Regions from separate parts of the Pan troglodytes genome. Here region 2 is linked to region 1. A link is a contact called in public Hi-C data. All regions are on one chromosome and are shown on one strand. Each heading gives the region's core, a stretch centred on a gene start, on an enhancer-like site or on the middle of the called end of the contact. The rest is flanking DNA. Distances are from core to core; before and after follow the strand shown. Region 1 has its middle 660 kb from the start of EDIL3. Region 2 holds the start of HAPLN1 (hyaluronan and proteoglycan link protein 1).

Region 1 (7,131 bases), core at 3,228-5,727:
CCAAAGTCCTTTCCGCAGTAGCTGTACTAATTTACATTCCCACTAGCAGTGTGTACGCATACCCTTTTCTCCACAACCTTACTAACCTATATTTTGACATTTTAATAATAGATATACTGACTGATGTGAGATAGTATCTCCTTACAGTTTTGATTTGCATTTCTGATTTTTTTTTTTTTTTTTTGACAGAGTCTCGCTCTGTCACCAGGCTGGAGTGCAGTGGCACAATCTTGGCTCACAGCAACCTCCACCTCCCGGGTTCAAGCAATTCTCTTGCCTCAGCCTCCTAAGTAGCTGGGACTACAGGGGCACACCACCACACCCAGCTAATTTTTGTATTCTTAGTAGAGACGGGGTTTCACCATGTTGGCCAGGATGGTCTCGATCTCTTGACCTTGTGATCCACCCGCCTTGGCCTCCCAAAGGGCTGGGATTACAGGTGTGAGCCACCATGCCCAGCTGTGTGTATGTCTTCTTTTGAGAAATGTCTGTTCATGTCCTTGCCCACTTTTAAATCAGATTGTTTGTTTTTTGCTTGTTGATTTGTGTAAGTTCCTTATAGATTCTGGATATTAGACATTCGATGCATAGTTTGTGGATATTTTCTCCCATTCTATAGGTTGTCCATTTACTCTGTTAATAGTTTCTCTTTCTGTATAGAGGTCTTTAGTTTAAATAGCTCTCATGTAAGAATTTTTGTTTTTGTTGAAATTGCTTACTGTTTTCTTCATTATTATATAGTTGCCAAGGCCTATGTCCAGAGAGGCATTTTCTAGGTTTGCTTGTAGAGATTTTAGAGTTTTGGATTTTAAGTTTAAATCTTTAATTCATCCTAAGTTGATTTTTGTATGTGGTAAAAGGAGGTGGTTCAGTTTTAATCTTCTGCATGTGGCTAACCAGTTATCTCAGCACCTTTTATTGAAGAAGGAATCCTTTCCCCTTTGCTTGTTTTTGTCAGGTTTGTCAAAAAGCAGATAGTTTTAGTTGTAAGGCTTTATTTCTGAATTTTCTATTATATTCTATTGTTCTATGTGTCTCTTTTTGTGCCAATTTTGGTTGCAGCTGTTTTGGTTATGCTCTTTTGATTACATTAACCTTGTAGTACACTTTGTAGTATAGTTTGAAGTTAGGTAGTGTGATGTATCCAGCTATGTTCTTTCTAGGTAAGATTTCTTTGGCTATGCAAGCACATTTTTGCTTCCCTGTGAATTTTAAAATAGCTTTTTCTAATTCTGTGAAAAAATGATATTGGTAGTTTGTTAGGAATACCATTGAATCTGTAAATTGTTTGGGTTAGTATGGCCATTTTGACATATTGATTCTTTCTATTCATGAATATGAAATGGTTTTTCATTTGTTTGTGTTACCTCTGATATCTTTCAGGAGGGTTTTGTAATTCTCATTGTAAAGATTTTTCATCTCCCCATTAGCTGTATTTGTAAGTATTTATTATTTCCTGACAATTTAAATGGGATTGTGTTCCTGATTTAGCTCTCATCTTGGACATTATTGGTTTATATAAATGCTATGGATTTTGGTACAATGATTTCATCCTGAATCTTAGTTGGTTGTTTATCAGTACTAGGAATCTTTTTTCAGAGACTGGGGTTGTCTAGGTACAGAATTATATTGACGGAGAAGACAAAAAGTTTGACCTCCTCTTTTCGTACTTTGATGACTTTTATTTCTTTCTCTTGCCTGATTGCTCTGGCTAAGACTTCCAGTACTTTGTTGAATAGGAGTGATGAAAGAGGGTATACTTGTCTTGTTTCAGTTCTCAAGGGGGATGCTGCTAGCTTTTGTCCATATAATATGATGGTGGCTATGGGTTTGTCATAGACGCGTCTTATTATTTTGAGGTGTGTTCCTTCAATGCCTAGTTTGCTGGGGGGTTTTAACATGAAACAATATTGAATTTTGTCAAAAGCCTTTTCTGAATCTATTGAGATGATCATGTAGTTTTTGTTTTTGTTCTGTTTATGTGGTGAATCACATTCATTGATGTACATATGTTGAGCTAACTTTGCATCCCAGAAGTGTAGCATACTTGATTGTTGTGGATTAACCTTTTGACGTGCTGCAGGATTCAGTTTGCTTGCATGTTGCTAAGTATTTTTCATCTATGTTCATCACAGATATTAGCCTGATATTTTTTTCTTTGTGTTTCTGCCAGGTCTTGGTACCAGAATGATGTTGGCCTCATAGAATGAGTTAGCGGGGGAGTCCCTCCTCCTTGAAATTTTGGAATAGATTTAGATGGATGGCTACCAGCTTTTGTTTATATGTCTGGTAGAATTCAGCTGTGAATCCATATGATACAGATTTTTTTCCTCTTGGTAGGTTTTAAATCACTGATTCAATTTTGTAACTCTTTATTGTTTTTTTCAATTGCTTCCTGGTTCAATCTTTGAAGGTTGTAAGTTCCCAAGAAATTATCCATTTCTTCTATTTTCTAATTTGTGTGTATGGAGTTGTCTTTTTCTCCTTTCAGTTTTTATCTTTTTGCCCCATGCCTTTTTGTAATTCTGTAGTTAGGTGCAGCCACACATAAGACATTATGTTCTTTTGGTGAATTAACACCTTTATGTGATGATTAACACCTAATTGGTATGAATTATCACTCATTACTCCTGATATTATTCCATTTTATAATAAAGTTCTATTCAACTCCTTCATTATTATTATTAATTATTATTATTTTTTGCCTCTTGAAATTTTACTTCTTTTACTAGTAATTTTTAAAAGGAGTTTTATTTTATTATTTTCAAGATAGCAAATTAGAGGCTTTTAGCATGCCTCAGCCACTTGGAAATAGCAAGATAGTGCATAAGCGTCTACTCCGTGAGCTTTAGTTCAAAAAGGAAAATGGGAATCCACCAGAAGCTTGATATGCACCCCAGATTGTGGGAAAGAGAATGCCAGCAAACGGCCCCCGTGATGGTGTCTGGCTGATAAAAATGAATGAGGCTTAGTATACAAGAGAAGCACAAAGCCTCCCTCTTGGACTCACCTTTCCATGGGGAATCCCATGGATCACACTGTTTCTCACAAGCCCTGGAAATAACTTGGAGAAAGGCTTAGATATGCTGTGGAGGAAAGATGCTGAGGAAAGCTGTAGATATTTTCAAGACCCAGGAATGAAAGCAGGACACCATATTCAGCCATTCTTTAGTGACCACACAGGCATTTTAGTCTCATGACAAAGTTTGGAGTATCGGATCTGGAGCAGGATAAAAGCCTACACAGCAAAAATTGTGGAAGCACCTTAGCAGTAGAAATCATGCTCTCCCCTGTCACAAGCCTGGAGCAAGAAGGGAGGAGCCATAGTTGCAGTTTCTCCTGAGCAATGAGACTTGCAACCAAGGTCAGATTTGTGACCAGCAATCTGTCTTCACATGCTATTGCTCGGTGACCCAGCCTGCTCACCTAAGATTGTGGTGCAGTGGGACCCCTTAGGCAGAAATCCAAGCATTTGGAACATCCACTTTCCTGGACTGGCAGCCAAAACCACCCCACTCTTACTGGAAATAGATCATTGTGCAGCAGGGCTCTCTCTGTTCCACAAGTAGGCAGATCTCCAGGCATTTGGAACACTCACTCACATGGATCAGTGGAATGACCCATGCCACCCTTCCTGTGTAGAGATCTTAGTGCAGGGAGGCCCTCTCTGCTTCACACTCAGGCAGATCTCCAGACAATTGTAGGACCTGCTGTGCTAGATCTACACTTTGAGTCACCTATCTTTCCAGGACATAGATCACGGTGCAGCAAGCCCTTCTCTACTCCACTCCCAGGCATATCCCCAGGCATTCAGAGGACCAGGTCAGCCAGCAAACTGAGCCACGCAACTCTTCCTGTTCAGAGATCCTGGTGTGAGGTTGAGGCTGGGGAGGCGGCTCTCTGCTGTACTCCCAGGCAGATCTCCAGGCATTCAGAGTATCTGCTTGCCTAGTTCAGCAGCCTGAGTTGCCCTACTCTTCCTATGTGGTCATCTTGTGGCAGATCTCCACTCTATGCCCAGGCAGATCTCCAGGCACTCAGAGCACCTGCTTGCCTGGAACAGAAGCCTGAGCAATCCTACCCTTCCTGTGTAGAGATCCTGGTGAAGGAGAATTCTGTCTGCTTAATACCCAAGCAAATCTCCAGGCATCTAGAGCCCCCACCCTCTTGGATTAGGAGTTTAGGCCACCCTTCATCCCCATGCAGGGAACTTGAGGCCAAAGTGGTTTCCCAGCTCCATGCTACACACATCTCTTGGTGCCTTGTGGCCACCCACTATATTCTCCCATGGTGGTGCTTGTGTCTGCCATGTGGGGACCTGTACACAGACCTATTCAATCAGGCCCACCCATTTGGTCTGCCTCCTCAGGGTTGAACAGGGTGCTTAGACCACCATGCACTTTATGAATCAGCCCATTGCCTGAGGCAACAGAAAGCTTCTCCCAGTAAACAAGGATCAAGTACGTACCCAGCTGCATTGGCTACATCTAGCTCTTGCCTATAAGCACCACCTACTGGTTTATATGTTAAACTTCACAGCCCAGTATAAAACCTGCTGACAAAAGTTCATAGGGCTATAGAAGCAAAGTGTAATAAAAAGATTCTATGCAACATTCTCTACAGTCACACCTCCTGGAGGTGGGGGGGACACAAGGGGAAATAAAATAATAATAATAATATAGAGAAAGGAAACAAGAAAAAAATCTACCTGCATGAAAATAATTACACACACACAAAATAGAAGTGCCAGTATCTCCAGGTGAGAAGGAACCAGCAGAATTCTGGCTCCATGAAAAATATTAATGTAGTGACCCCATCAAAGGATTGCACTACCTTTCCAGCAATGATCCCTAACCAAAATGAAAACAAAAAAAATTATAGAGAAAGAATTGAAAGCATGGATTTCAAGGAAGCTCAATGAGATCTGGGACAAGGTTGACAGTCATGAAAAAATAACGTCTAAAGCAATCCAGGAAATTATGGAAAAGATAAAAATTTTTTAAAAGATCAATCAGAGCTTCTAAATTGAAAGAATGACATAAGGAATTTCAAAATGCAATCAAAAGCTTAATCAATAAAATGGACCAAGTAGAAGAAAGAATTTCAGAGATTGAAGACTGTCTTTCAGACTAACTCAGTCAGACAAAAATAAAGAAAAAAGAATTTACAAATTGAACAAACTCTTTGATAGATATGGGATTATGAAAAGTTACCACATCTATGAGTAATTGTCATCTCTAACAGAGAAGGGGAAAAATGCAACAACCTGGAAAACATATTTGAGGGAGTAATTAAAGAAAATTTCTCTAATCCTGCTGTTGAGTTAGGCATCCAGATACAAGAAATCCGGAGAACACCTCAAAGACTTTATACAAAGCAAACATCATAAAGGTATATAGTCATCAAACTGCCCAAGGTCAATGTTAGAAAAATTAAAAATCTTAAATGTGGCTTGAGAAAAAAGTCAGATCATGTATGAAATTAACTGTATCAGGCTAACAGCAAATTTCTCAGCAAAAGACTTTTGCTGAGAGATTGGGCATTTTCAAAGAAAAGACATTTTCTTTATCAGCATTCTTAAAGAAAAGAAACTCCAGCCAATAATTTCATATCACAACAAACTAAGCTTCATAAGAAAAGAAGAATTAAAATCTTTTCCAGACAAGCAAGCACTAAGGGAATTCACTACCACTAGGCCAGCCTTACAGGAGATCCTTAAGGGAGTTCTAAACATGGAGATGAAAATACAATGCCTGCTACCACAAAACCACAGTTACATAGCCCACAGACTCTGTAAAGCAACCATACAATAGAAACTACAGAGTAACCAACTAACAACTTCATGATAGAATCACAACCTTACATATTAATATTAACCTTGAATGTAAATGGTCTATACACCCCATGTAAAAGGCACAGAGTGGCAAGTAAGAATTAACACAGAAACAGAAAAGCATATACCACATGTTCTCACTTACAAGTAGAAGCTAAACGTTAGGTACTCATGGACATAAAGGTGGCAACAATAGAAACTGGGTACTAGTAGAGATGGGAAGAGGGAGGTGGGCAATGTTTGAAAAACTTGGGCGACAGCCTCATTTGTGCCCCAAACTTCAGCATTATGCAATACTCCCAGATAACAAACTTGCACATGTATCTCCTGAATCTAAAATAAAAGTTAAAATAAAGGATGTTTTGCAGTTAAATATCTATATATATATCATATGTATAGAGCTCTATTCATCTGATACTAAACGTATTGTATTAACATTTTTCTCCATCCTTTTAGTTTTATACTATCTATGTTTTCATACTTAAAGTGGCTTTCTTATAAATATTATATAGATGATTCTTGCTTTGTAACTTTTTAAATAGATCTGACAATTTCTGTTTTGTAACTGATGTTTGTTGATGCATAAAGAGATTATTGATATGATTAGATTATAACTTGCCATCCTGCATTTTCCCATTTATTTCTATTTTCGCCCTTTTATTTCTGCCTTCTCTTGCATTAATTGAGCCTTTTAAATAATTCTATTTCATCTCTTTCACTTATTATTTATATAGTTTTTAAAATCTTAAGTGGTAGCCTTTGGTGATACAATGTAATGTATATTTTTAATAAATCTGAGTACACATTTAAATAATTAAATACTGCTATATATGCAGTTTAAATACTATATAGCCATATAATGTCAATTTTTTCTTTCCTCCTTTGTTCTATTCTGTTTAGCTTTTTACTTTTACAAATGCTATGCACATACCATACTTTTCTATATTTTTGCTTAAGATAGTCAATTATCTTTGCAACAGAAAGGCAATAAGAAAATATTAAAATTTACCAATCCTATTTATTATATTTTCAGTGTTTATCATTTCTTTGTATAGATCCAAGTCCTAAACTGCTATCATATTCTTTGTGATTAAATATTTTTTAAAATTTCTTACAGAGTTTATCTAGTGTCGACAATATCCTTAAGCTTTTGCTTGAGAAATTCTGTTTTTCATCTTTATTTTGAAAAGATATTTTCACTGTGTATGGAATTCGAGTTTTTCTTTTCTTTTCCTTTTTCCTCATTACATTAGAGGTGTCACTGCACTATTATTTACCTTATGTGATCTAGACACAAA
Region 2 (7,131 bases), core at 2,770-5,269, 1.3 Mb before region 1:
CTGTGTAGGTTTCCCTGCCATACAAAAACCAAACTCTTCCAAAGAGGAAACTTCCATTCCACAACAGCAGGCCTAACTCTATTTTTGGATTACACCTACAAAGCTCCCCAAGTAACAAATTCATCATTTTTTTCTACTGAGGCATTTTACCTTCCTATATGAATTTCACAACTTGTATTGATTAATGATGATTGTCCTGATCACTGTTGCAATTGTCACATAACTTGCAAAGAGCCAGTTGGAGTAATAATTCGTATATCTTTTAAAGAAAAGGTTTTTAAAGCTCTCAGTGCAATACTCAAATGGACTAATCTTCTATGGTATCTTAATGCTTCCCTCAAGTGGTGGTTTTCCATGTAATTGTTTTTGTCTAGAATTTTTTTTCTATTAGATCAACTTCATGGAAGCCAGGTTCCTGCTTCAAAACTCCAAGTGAACAAGTATAGATGAAATTGTTTTACATGCTAATTATTAGTGTTTGAGAGCAATATTTTATAAAATAGACCTCATTACTCAAAAACAACTTGTACTACTATCCTTTCCAATTTAATAAAAAAAATCAAAGAATATGAAACAAAATGTGCAGCTCTGTGGTAACCTTTTAAGCTAGTAGTTATTTTCCCAACTAAATTCAGTAACATTAAACCTTACAGAAATTTATTTCTATTTCAGGAACAGTGATTTAAGATGGTCAAACTCTTTCCACCAGTCCTTGAACAATTCCATGACCTGTCTGTCTAAAACAAATCCTATATTAGAAGTGAGTTGCAGTTATTAAGCTATATCCTTGTGGAGGCAGAAAGTTAATGGTAAAGTATCCAATAAAGAGTAAAGTGATCTTAAATACAACCACTAGGGATTTCATAAACTGTTTAGTTGTACCTTAATTTTTAACTTATATAAACATCACTTGCTTTATTTTCTACCCTGAGCACCTATCCCAATGTCTGGCGTGTAGTTAATGTTCAACAAACGTCAACCGAGGGAGTCAGAGTATTTTAAGAAGCCGGTGAGAAAGCCTTCTTTGACTTATCCACTAGGTGGCACACAGGGACCATGCTTCACACAGTTAACCACCACAGACCCTCCCATTCACAGTGTAAATAAAGAGATGCATTATTAATTTATACCACCTCGTCCTCTCTACTCCTAATAATTGTTTAACCAGCTGTTTCCTCTAATCCTCCTTAAACACTATTGATTAAAATCCTAAGTATATTCAGGTTTCCATCCTTTCCTACTTCTTCCAACAGCATTTTGTTACCTTTAAATGACAGGCTAAGTACACTTAAATGACATAGACTAAGTACTATGGTTACTAATCATGGCTGCAGGATGTCAGAAAATTAATTTGAAGCACTATCAAAATTATTTTCAAATTTGCCTGGTATTTCGTCAGAATTTTAACTGGTGAGAGATCATTATCTTAAAAATGCAATCTGAAAAATAAAATGTGCATGGGGCAAAAAGAAATGAAAAAGAAAACTAGTATTTTCTAAGGAAGGGAGTCATTTTCTGAATATAACTTTTGTTCATCTTTACAAAGATGAAGTGCATTGCTATCTTAAGATTCAAAGGACTTCTTCAACTGTTCAGAAAATACCAATATTCCACACCTAAGATGCTAAAAGGCAGGATTGTTTAGTAGACCATTTACTCATAAAGTATCTTTCTGCGTACTCTGAATGTATTTATCCTGGATGTGTTACTTGCTCCCAAAGGAAGGAAAAGGAAGTGAAACCACTAGGGATATAATGAATTGATTCTTCTCTGTGAAAGTCTCTTCAGTACTTCTAAATTACAGTGTCAGTCATTCCTCTGAGAGACAGGGCCTTGCTGAAAATAAATGGCTCATTTTATAAATAAGTACATAATGTTTCCCCACCTTCTTGTTTCTCATAGAAAGCCCAGGCCCATCAGGCATTCCTGTCGAGAATACTGGCCTCTGGGTACATTCCTCCTGTAGACCAGTGGTCTGTTGAGGTTGTTGGTTATCTCTTGTTCATTTAATTAGCCTTAAGTAAAATTACTTCTTATCTAGTTCTGTTTTTAAGCTGTTTCCAATTTAGTGGAAGAGGTCATCAACAAAAATATAAATTCATTTCTTAGCTGAAACAATTAAATTTTTTAAAATGGGTGGTATAAAAGTGACTAAAGACTAAAGCTAATATCTGAAGAGTCCTTTGGTATACATTATATTTTACTGAATGGAAGGGAAACTTTCATTTTTGTAAGTAAATGGAATTTGTTAACTGATATAAGAATTATGAATCATATCACATTAAAAATTCTCCAAAGATAACTACTATGATATATTTTTGATAGAACAATATTCCCATTCCATTAAAATACTGAAATGACTGAAATGTGTGTAAAATCTCTGCAAATTTAGTACACAGAAATAATCACATAGAAATAGTTACCAGAAACTACAATTGTAATGAATAAATAGTACATTCATTTAGAAATCAATTCACAGCCTTAATTTCTTAAGAACTATTAGCTTCCAAGAAGCCAGCCAGTATGTTTGATTTTATGACATCACACTGGAACATGTACAGGAACACTTTCCACCCTAAAAATTCCCAAATGTACTGGCCACTGTGTGTATTTTTCCAGTGATAAATGAAAATAAAGCAACTTATTCTCAAATTAATAAGCCATCTTATTTTGAACACAACAGTCACATTCAATGGAAGAAAACTACTTAATCAAAGCCCAAACAAGTTAAGGTTTGTTTTTGGTGGGGAACAGTCTCAACATACAAATAATTTCTTTAAGCAACTTTTAACAGTAATCTTAACTATGACTATAAATTCTCTTCAGTGCATTCAAATTATCCATCAACATCATTGTATATATGAAATGCATCATCATTCTATGATCTTAATTTCATAATTAGCTGGAGAAGGAAGCCTGGGCCAAAAATGGCAACATTTCTAAGATTATTAATCTAACAGGTATTACCTATGCCTAAAGTAACTTTCTTTTTCACATAACCCTATATATTCTCTGAAACAAAATTCATAAGCCTGGCTGGACATTCCCATTCCTCACCTTTCCCTTCAGCCTATACTATCCTTGTTTCATCTCAGGTGCTATAAAAATGGTTGTTGAGATACAGATAGAAAAGTCACCACTTGGAAACCATGACCCTACCAGATTTACAGTAGCACTAGCAGAAGCTAGGATACTAGAGTTAATTCTTTCTCCATTTTTAGACTGAGCCTGTTTATTGTAGTGAAATATTTTATCCGACAATATGAAACTTTTTTAAAAGTTGAGGTGCCATATTAAATTCAAATGAAAACTAAATTCAAAAGAAAAGAATAAAATTTGTTTAATGTATATATACATTGCATGTGTATTGCCCTCTGAAATCTTAAAGGCACAAAGGTATAACCAAAAGAGGGGGAAACAATTTGCAAGTTTTACCTTGTCCTGAAATCCAGGAGTTCGGATGCTCTCAAGTTCTGCTTAAGTTGGAAGCTGGAGATCAAGTGAAGCTAGCGCTCTTTCTCCTCACCTTAAGTTTGTCTCTGGGCGAGTGTGAGTGTGTGTGTGTGTGTGTGTGTGTGTGTGTGTGTGTGTGTGAGTGTGTGTGCAGAATGTCTCTTTGTGGCGCTGGATGGCAGAGGTCCTGATCCTGGGAAGAAGGAGGCACTTTCTCACCAAGAGCAGAAGAAAAGCAAAGCGTCACCAGGAAAGTTCTCCTCCCAAATCCCCTAATTACAGCCTAACGTGCACTTCATGCAAACTTCAGGGAGGAAGGGAGGGGCAGCTCTGTGCCCAGACCTTGTAAAGCAGCAGCCTCTTAGATGACTTTCCCCTCTGCTCAGATCCCGAGTATCCCGCTCTGGGGTTTAGGAAAGCCGGCCGCTACAGCCACACAAGCCCCCACCACACCACACCTCCCGAACCCGAACCCTCATCAGTCCTGGGTCTGTGCAGAAGGGATGGGACAAGGGGTCTGTGGAATGATCTGCGGGGCAGCGGTGTGAGCAGACTCCTCAGGACAGTCAGTTTGCGCTTTGTTTTATTAGCCTCTGCTTAAAAGAAAAATCCAAGGGTCGGAGAGGTCCTCTCTTTCCCGCCTTCCCCTCCCCAAAGGAGATCAAGGATAACAGACAATGATGATAGCGGCACATAAAGCTTCTTAAACTGGAGATGGCCTTCCACCCAAATCACCAGAAGCATATTTTCTGGTTTACTGGACTCAGTATTGGTGTTGAGTTTAAATTTCTCTTAACAAACAACTGCTATTGTATCCTTGGATGACAGAGCTCAAAGAACCTGGATTTATTTATAGAACGAGGAATGCGAGGGGGAGACGGGATGGGTGGGGTTGGGTTGTGGATCCATATCCAGGATTAGAACCAGATGGGCACAGGGCGCGCGCGCGCACACACACACACACACACCCCTGAAATAACCACTGGGGAAGATGCTGGGACACGCGGGAAAACGCCTCCTGAACAAATAGACATTTATTTATAACTTCTGGGAGAGTATATAGGTCCATTGATTCCCGCCTTGAGTAACCAAGGGTTTTGGAGAGGAAATGGCTTCATATTTCAATAACAGAGCCACCTTTGATGGAGTCTAGGAAGGGGAAAAAAGAAACACACCGCAGGAAGCAAACGGCTGTTGGAGCAGCCGGGAGGAGGGAGCGGGGCTGGCCCTGGGACTGAGGACAAGCAAACAAGCCCGAGGGGCCCGCGGCCAGGGTGGAGGCGAGACGCAGGCCGTCCCCGAGTTGCAGCGAGCAGGGCCCGGTGCCGTGGGGCGCTGGGGACGTGCGGGGATTCGCGGCCGTGCTCCCGGCTCCAACCTCCGGCCCCGGCGGGGCGGCGCGGGCGGGACTGCGGGCTTCTTAAGGCCGCCGCCGCCGCCGCTCGGGCTGTGGCGCGGGTGGGGGAGAGGGTTCCGTGGGCCGTAGGGACTGAGGGAGTCGTAAGTCGATGAGCTAGTGGGGCAGGAGGATGGGCGGGTCCAGGTCGTCCTGGAGGTGCAGGTGGGACGGGAGGACCTGAGGGGCAGCCAAGCTGCTGGGGAAGCCGCCGGGACAGGGGCTCTGGCCGACAGTGCAGGTGGCCGGTGTGCAGATGAGCCAGCGCGCGGGGTGCGGCCGCCGGGATGCCCGATCCGAGTCGCGCGGGTGGCGGCGAGCGGCGCTATTGTCTTAAAGATAAAGCCTAAGCCACGGGGACTGCCTCCTCCTGGACTCTGGAGAGAGGCGGGAGAGATTGCAGGGGAAAAAAGGCTTCTTCCCGCGTCTTCTGAGAGATTTCACCAGTTCTTGCCTCTGGGCTCCCCCTTGCCATTCTGTCTTTGGTAAATCAACACGTGCCTCTTGGAAAGGTTTCATTTCAAAGACAAACGGAACACTCACACACCCTCCCTAAATGAAGATAGTTATATTCAAAATGAATTCTTCATCAGGCGTTCAACACCTTTCTTGGAATTCCAAAACCTGGGTGAGGGCGCTTCTCTTATTTTTCTGTTTCCCCTCCCGCACAGGGAACAGGTTTTGCAGTTTTATGTCCCTAATCTAGTGGCTATTGAGGCAGCTGTTATACAGGCCTCTACATTAACTGCCAATAAAAATAAGATACATCTCGGCTTTTCAACTATGCAAAGGGTTTTTATGCTATTCATATTTCTTGTAAACGTTCAGGGTGGTGTGTATTTTAAAGAACATAAACGAATTAGACTTATAAACAAATATCCAATTTTTATATTAAGGCACCATAAAGGTGGTGAGGCTGGTGGTGTGTGGCTATGATATCATATAAAGACAGTTTAAATACCGATCTTGTTCCCTCAGCTTAACAACCTAATTTCTGGCGATTGCCTGGAGCGTAAATCAAATCAGCTGACTCATGGCTGGCACTTGTTCCCCTATTTTGTGATCTGCTCTATACACTTATTCCGGCACAACATTAAGAGAATTTAATGTATTCTCTTCTGAAATTGTTTGTTAACCACCCAAGACAATCTATTTTGCAACTTAGTCACACCATGGTGAGCTACACTAGATTTTTTTTCAATTTCAGGTATAGCCGCAACCATTGAGATAGACTTCCAGAAATAATGACAGGTACTTACCTCTGAGTCATCCTGTCCCTCCTGGTCCTCCCCTATTTCCAGCCTTCCCTTCCCCATTGCCTCCTTACTAGTCTTTGTTAAAGATCCCCAGTCTTTTTAATCACAAATATTTAACCTATCAATAGTGTGTATTTGAAGTGTTATTCAGGCTTAATTTAATTGACGTTATATACATTTTTCCATTCGTTTTGGGGTTCACATGGTTTTCTAGTTATTTAAATTTACATTGGAATTAGCTTTAAGAGTCTTTTAAAAAGATTTTTATGTTCAGTTAATTAATGTTCAGCCAAATTGTGCTTTATGGAGGCATACATTACTTTGATTAGCCCTTATAGTTTTTTCATCAGGGCACAGGCATTATAATAAGCCATGGTAAGAAATCAAATCAAGTAAATGCAGGAATAAATACAACTCTATTTTCATGACTAAATATTTTACAAAGCCATAAATTGTAAAAATAATTTTCGAAGACCAAAATATCTTCTCAAAGAAAACCATATCAAAAAAGTATTCTGTATTTGAAGATTTCCTGTATTTATTAACATTAGTAAGTCATGTAGAAATCCAAATCTTTCCTTTGTTAAATCAAGGTTAGCCTAAAGCTGTCTTCTTACATATTTTAAGTTTGGCCTAAAAGTTTCTCTGTACATTGTGAACTATAACCTGAATGGAATTGTAAACAGACTGTAGCCTGCTCTTGTGCCAACACTGAGCTTTGGCCAATCACATGTGGCCAACTGTTCAAACCCTGTTCAAATAAGGCAAAGGTGGAGCTATAACCAGTCCGGGGGTTTCTGTACCTCACCTTCCTTTTTCTGCCCATAAACCTTCTACCACGTGGCTGTGCTGGAGTCTCTGAGCCTGCTCTGCCTCTGGAGACTGTTGGAATTGTTCTTTGCTTAATCAAACTCTTTTAAATTTAGTTTTGCTAAAGTTTTTTTTTTTTTCCCCTAACACATAGCATATTGAGGTTTGTTTTGTTTTATTTGCTTTTTTAATTTGGAGAAGGCAAATAAGCCATTT

Evidence for each region. Hi-C and Micro-C count contacts between places; a contact is called where the count stands out from the background.
Region 2: a Hi-C map of induced pluripotent stem cells shows a contact between it and region 1, with 3 times the contacts expected there. The contact joins the promoter of HAPLN1 here to the enhancer-like site in region 1. A contact is called at or near these places in 3 of 7 Hi-C or Micro-C datasets (induced pluripotent stem cells and stem cell-derived neural progenitor cells) and 1 of 1 datasets of contacts at active chromatin or transcription factors (stem cell-derived excitatory neurons).

Annotation. Positions count from the first base shown.
Region 1 is chr4:31,001,742-31,008,872 of NHGRI_mPanTro3-v2.0_pri, reverse strand. No RefSeq gene overlaps it. Among named protein-coding and RNA genes, the nearest start is that of EDIL3, 660 kb to the left of the region's middle. Within about 2 kb of position 4,477, at least 2 of the 24 cell types and tissues checked have an H3K27ac peak or open chromatin away from gene starts, as enhancers often do. A contact at or near this core is called in induced pluripotent stem cells, where this site is marked.
Region 2 is chr4:32,328,432-32,335,562 of NHGRI_mPanTro3-v2.0_pri, reverse strand. It overlaps HAPLN1 (hyaluronan and proteoglycan link protein 1), which reads right to left and starts at 4,019. Exons shown (of 5, transcript XM_001147083.7): 1 at 3,436-4,019. It overlaps LOC104006390 (a long non-coding RNA gene), which reads left to right. Exons shown (of 5, transcript XR_008547929.2): 5 at 673-809.